Regions from separate parts of the Mus musculus genome. Here region 1 is linked to region 2. Evidence: chromatin contacts called from public HiChIP or PLAC-seq data. All regions are on one chromosome and are shown on one strand. Each heading gives the region's core, a stretch centred on a gene start, on an enhancer-like site or on the middle of the called end of the contact. The rest is flanking DNA. Distances are from core to core; before and after follow the strand shown.

What was found. HiChIP or PLAC-seq counts read pairs in DNA pulled down with a chosen protein or histone mark.
Region 1: an H3K27ac HiChIP or PLAC-seq map of T-cell acute lymphoblastic leukemia shows a contact between it and region 2, with 10 times the contacts expected there. The contact joins two enhancer-like sites. A contact is called at or near these places in 2 of 115 datasets of contacts at active chromatin or transcription factors (T-cell acute lymphoblastic leukemia and embryonic stem cells) and 3 of 9 other capture datasets (adipose tissue, liver and pancreatic islet).

The regions. Positions count from the first base shown.
Region 1 is chr17:31,010,439-31,013,146 of GRCm38.p6, forward strand. Umodl1 (uromodulin-like 1) reads left to right here. Exons shown (of 22, transcript NM_177465.4): 22 at 1-272. Among named protein-coding and RNA genes, the nearest start is that of Abcg1, 46 kb to the right of the region's middle. Within about 2 kb of position 1,288, at least 34 of the 459 cell types and tissues checked have an H3K27ac peak or open chromatin away from gene starts, as enhancers often do. A contact at or near this core is called in T-cell acute lymphoblastic leukemia, where this site is marked.
Region 2 is chr17:30,840,911-30,843,610 of GRCm38.p6, forward strand. All of the region lies in intron 88 of Dnah8 (dynein, axonemal, heavy chain 8), which reads left to right. Among named protein-coding and RNA genes, the nearest start is that of Gm41561, 16 kb to the right of the region's middle. Within about 2 kb of position 1,366, at least 31 of the 459 cell types and tissues checked have an H3K27ac peak or open chromatin away from gene starts, as enhancers often do. A contact at or near this core is called in T-cell acute lymphoblastic leukemia, where this site is marked.

The sequences.
Region 1 (2,708 bases), core at 38-2,537, 170 kb after region 2:
ACAGGTCCTCTACTTTGTTGATTTGAAAGATGGCCATTGGTTACATAGTTATCACCTGAGACAATAGTGTTCTCCCTAGGGAATATAAAAGCATAACAGGGTTGTAGCATTTAATTAATGTGCTTGCTTATGTTGAATGTGACTGTCACTTATACAGATCATCTGGGGGAAACGAGTCTTTCGATTTTTTGCATATTCTTGCGGGTAAGAATGACAACCGGGAGTCTGTGTGGCTAGCCACCTTTGAGCAATAAATTTTTCCTGGCACTGAAGTGGTTTGCCATGTTGCTTCCTCCCGTGTGGTTCAGTTCATGTAGCAGGCCATCCCTGGGCACTGATTCTTTGCCAGACACTCCAGGGAGATGCTGAGGTGGGGCTCCCCACCCCCCAACCCCACCTCTGTGTCATCTATCTCTTCTGACATCAGCCTGGCATCTTCCACTGACTATTATTGAGAAAAATAAAATCTCAGAAAACCCAGGTACTGAGCCCAAGACCAGGCAGCTCTCTCACACTTCGCCTCAGTCACACAGTCTCAATGACAGGCTGTGCCAGCTGTGAGGACAAACTTCAGGGTTCTGGAGACTCCAGTCCATAGATAGTCATGTCTCCTGTTGGTGGAGGAGGATGGCAGACATTTCCTCACAGAGCGCTCACCATGGCCTCTGGGGGGTGACTCTCACTTTATAGCTCAGGATCTGAACTTATCAGTTAGGCAAGTTTTATAAAGTATGTCAAGGAACCAGAATTAGAACCAAACCCATCCACTGTCAAATGGAACAACTGATCCATTGTAAAGTCTACCTCTACCTCCTGAGGAACAGGGTGGGGACGGGGGACCTCGTGGGTTTCAGAATATACCTGGGAAGTCCAGATGTTCCACAGAGTGGTCATCCTTTTCCTGCTGTGGTTCTGCCTGGGCCCCTGGAAGGCCTTACCTTGGCCCTGATCTTCCTGACACAGAATCTGTCTGGGTGTGAAATGAGACACAACAGAAATCGGATTGAGGTCCGGGTCTGATGGAGGAGGGTCTGTTTGTGCTAGAGGGTGTGGTGGAGGAAGGGCTGTTGGAGAAGGAAACCTGTTGGAGGTGGAGAGGCTGTTAAAAGAGGTCTGTGGGAGGTAGAAGGTCTAATGGGGGAAGATGTGATGGAGGAAAGGTCTGATAGAGGAGGGCCCCACAGAGATGAAGGTCTGATGAAAGTGTGCTCTGATGGGAGGTGGCTCTGACCCACTACCTGATCCAACCTGCAGCTCTCCAGTATTGCCACTAGATGGCGCGCTGAGCCAAGCCTGGATCCAGGGTAACATGAACCCTTGTGTTTTTGAAGCAAACAGGGCTCTGGCTTCTCTTCTTTGCTGGATTTGAGTCTCCTGCCCTTAAGCAAAGACGAATCTGAAGGTTTTCTGTAGGCACAGGGCCTTAGAGGTGACGCTAGGCTTTGAAAGTCAGTCGGCCCCCTGTAGTTCTCTTCATCACTCTGACTTACAGGAAGTGCAGGATGGCGTGTGTGGGGAAGGTGCAGCAGCAACATCCACTTCACAGCAACATCTGCTTTACTCAGACATTTTTGAGAAAACAGTCCCTTTCTTTCCCCCTCCCCTCTCCATTTAGGAGGAAAAGGTGGTTGGGGAAGATTGCTAGGGTTCTTTCATCTTTCTGTCAGGTGCACCAGGGGCGTCCAATCCAACCCTGGCCACAATGACTCTTCTTACTTAATCTGCAAAGTGAAATCGTGGCTGCTGCAAGCAGGAGCTTCCACCTCCAGGAGCCTTGGGCAGGCATGTGGGTATCAGGGCAGGAGCTGGGGCTGGAGCCTGAAATGGAAACTTAAGGGTTCTTTGAAAACTCTGTCGTGTTGGATGGTGTTTTTTTTTGTTGTTGTTGTTGCTGTTGTTTTTTGGGTTTTTTGTTGTTGTTTTTTGTTTTGCTGGGGCAAACACATGAAGGAATGTTTCGCTGAAGCAGACACAGAGGAAAGGATGTTCTGCTAAAGCAAGCACGTAAGAGGACACATGATGAAGGATTCTTTGCTAACGGCACACATGTATTGGTTCACCTTACATTGCAAAATTGAGCTGTATTTGTCGGGACTCCATAGAGAGAAATGCAGCAAAAAAAAAAAAAAAAAAAAAAAAAAAAAAAAAAAAAAAAAAAAAAAAAAAAACTTCTGGTGGTGTGCTGCGGTTTCTTGTTGCTTCCATGGACTCAGGCTGATTGGCAGAGTGATGTCAGCTAAGACAGACTCACGTACTGAGGCAAGACATAGGGAGGACCCGTGGAGACCCCGTGATGTTTGGAGGGAGCATCAAGAGATTCCAACAGACTATAATGGAGGCTGAGCTTGGCTGGCCTGTAGAGCTAGCTGGACAATGTCTGCTGGTCTCATGTCTTCTCTGATCTTCACTTCTCTGAGACGCTCAGCCAGAACTTTTCCTGGCATTCCTGTTGGCTCTGGTCCCTCCTGATGACTTGGGCAGAGACTGAGGTCTGGCTGTTTTGCTAGGTAGTGCTGTTGCCACTGCTAATTCGTGTTTGTTAACCCAACTCTACCAAACTGGACTGCTGGTGTATCCGTGAAGTGTATGCGAGTGGATCAAACTGCTGCTGCTGACCTGTGAAGTGAATACTGATTTCCTTACAATGCAGATGGGATTTGCTCCAAAGAACCATTTCTAAACAGGTCTACTCCCCCCACACACCCAAT
Region 2 (2,700 bases), core at 116-2,615:
AACTCAAGCCTGGCAAAGACTATGCATTTCATTTTCTCCCCTAATCTCTCTCCTTTCCTTTCTTTTTATTTTCCTGTGAAAAAGAGTGTTCCTTCCTGTCTCCCAATTACAACTCCGTGACAACTCGGCCGGCCCTCCACTCACTAAATCCCCAGGGCCTGGCATTTATGACAACACAAAGGCTGTAATTTATGCCTTGATTACTTCTCTGTCCTGTCATAAAACCAGTTATGTTTTTACATTAATTGATGTTCTCCATTGATGGTCATATTCTGGCTCCTCATCTCTTTCTCCAAGTATCCATTAAAATTACGACCCTTGGGAGCAGAGAGATGACTCAGTGGTTAAGAGCACGTGCTGCTCTTGTAGAGGACCCAGGTTCAGTTCGCAGCACCCATGCCTGTGGCTCACAACCACCTTTAACTCCAGCTGCAGGGGATCTGACGCCCTCTTCTGGCCTCCTTGGGCAGGTGCACTCATGTGTACACACCCACCCATGTGCACACATAATTAAGAACATCTAGATATCTATTATAATGTGTGATCTATAGCATAAGCAAGGTCTGCAAGGGCAGAGCACATATGGTCAGAGTCCTGTCTCTTACAATGGATCATCTCTTCCCGTGCTTGCTTGCCTACAACCTTATAGCCATGAGTCCCTCATGGTCATGTACCCCTCAGCACCATGTGAGGTCCCCGATCCCACAAAGGCACAGAAACACCCACCAATCCTTAGCTCTCCATGTAGCCACCTTCCAGATGAAGTTTATCTTTGGAGAACCCTCCGCTAAAAAGGATCACCCCTTTCCAACTGCCAACTCAGTTAGCCACAGCTGAGTCGCTCCACTGCAAGGTGTCACCTTTGCCGTCCATACCTAGCTAGGAGGAGGGGCATGTCTGTCTCTCTCCCAGCCCTTCAGCCATGGCTATAATTTTAATAACTCTATCATCAAGCATGGGTGGGTACTGCCCAGTTCTAGTACTCTGGTCTGTTCTTATGGACAAGCGTATTTGGTCTTCTGACCCAGACAAAGCATGTCCTGCGTGTGACACGAGACTTTGTGATTACACTGGGTTCCTCTCCTCTGTGTCCTCTAATCCGGCCCACAGCACTTTTCACTTGGAGAGAGGCCATCCCAAGCCTCAAGTGGTTCGTGCTCCTTACAGACCCTGGGACGGAACACACGGTAGCTCTTCGCTGTCGCCTCCGGGCCACTGCTTTGAGAGGCTCCATTCAGTGAGCTGAAATGCACAATTAGGGGGTGAAACAATAATTTTTTAAAAATGCACTGGGGATCATCTTGAGAACAAACAGTTTGGGGAGGGCAGGAGGAAGTGGTTTCGCTTGAGTTAAGGCTGTTAAAATGTGGGTTAGACTCCATAGTTCCTCTGATCAGAAGCCTCCCGAGGTCCTTGCATTACCTCGAGTCAAGGTCAAAGGTATCCTACATACATATAATCCAGACCTCCAGTCCTGCCTCCATCCTCCCCTCTCACATCCCTCCCTCCAGCTAGCTCTCCATATCTTCCTATTACTTAGACCACAGGACTCCGCGATTGCACTTCCTGGAACATGCCCTGACCCTGAAATACCACTGTGGTTTCTTTCTTACCTCTTCCAGCCCTTGCTTAGGGGTCACTCACCCTAAGTACAGATGTTGATCTGTTTCAAGCCTCACCTCAAACCCTAACCCCGTGACGTAACTTTTCTTGTATCTGCCACAGACACACTCTGCTTTTATTATTTACTTGCTTTTATTGATCAGCCACCAGTTAAAATGTAAACTCCATTGCATCCAGAACCTGTATCCGATCTCACTGCTGTACCTTGGTGCCCAGGAGACTTTGTTGGCTGAATCAGCAATGCTAAGTCCTCCCAGACTCTAATGAGTCTGACCAGCGGGACTGATGCATAGAATGTGATGGTTTCCCCTGGGTAGGAAGAAAAGCAGCAGACAGAACTCTGTGCAATTATTAACTATGTAATAAAAGATGTTGCTGTGCGGCTGGAGAGGCTGGATAGGTATCTGATAAATACCTTCCTAGCATGCACAAATTTCTGGGTTCAATCCCCAGTATTGGGAAAACGATTTTTTTAGGCAGGGCTTCATTCATTTCTGGCTGAGCCTGAACTTGCTCTGTAGGCTTACAAATTACGGGGTCCTTTTACCTCCATCTCCTGAGGGTTGGGATTACAGCCATGTACCACCATGTTCCAGCCAGTGATGGACTACGTTCTGGGATTGCAAGCCCTTTCCTCCCTTAAGTGGCTTCTGGCCAGGGTGTTTGTTTTATCATAGCAACAGAAATGAAACCCGTGAAGATAGTCTTTCTTACTTTGAGTTTTTCTATACCTAAGTGTTATCGACATAGACTTGTCCACTCTTCTCCAATAGCAATTTGAGTCCCCTTTTAAGTATACATATATATATGTGTGTGTGTGTGTGTGTGTGTATACACACACACACACACACACACACACACACACACGATTCCCATCTTTTATCTGTGACCTATGTTGCAGGATTTGTGTCCTGTTTCCTTCTTTGGTTTTGCCTCTGCTTTTGAAGGTAGAAGTGTTGCTTGCCATTTGGCCTCTCTCCAAAAGGAATGTTCTAGTCAAAATAATCTTTCAGGCATCTGTGGACAGCCACGTTGCTACCATGAGTCGCTGCATCCGAGAGAAACCATAGGGGCCAC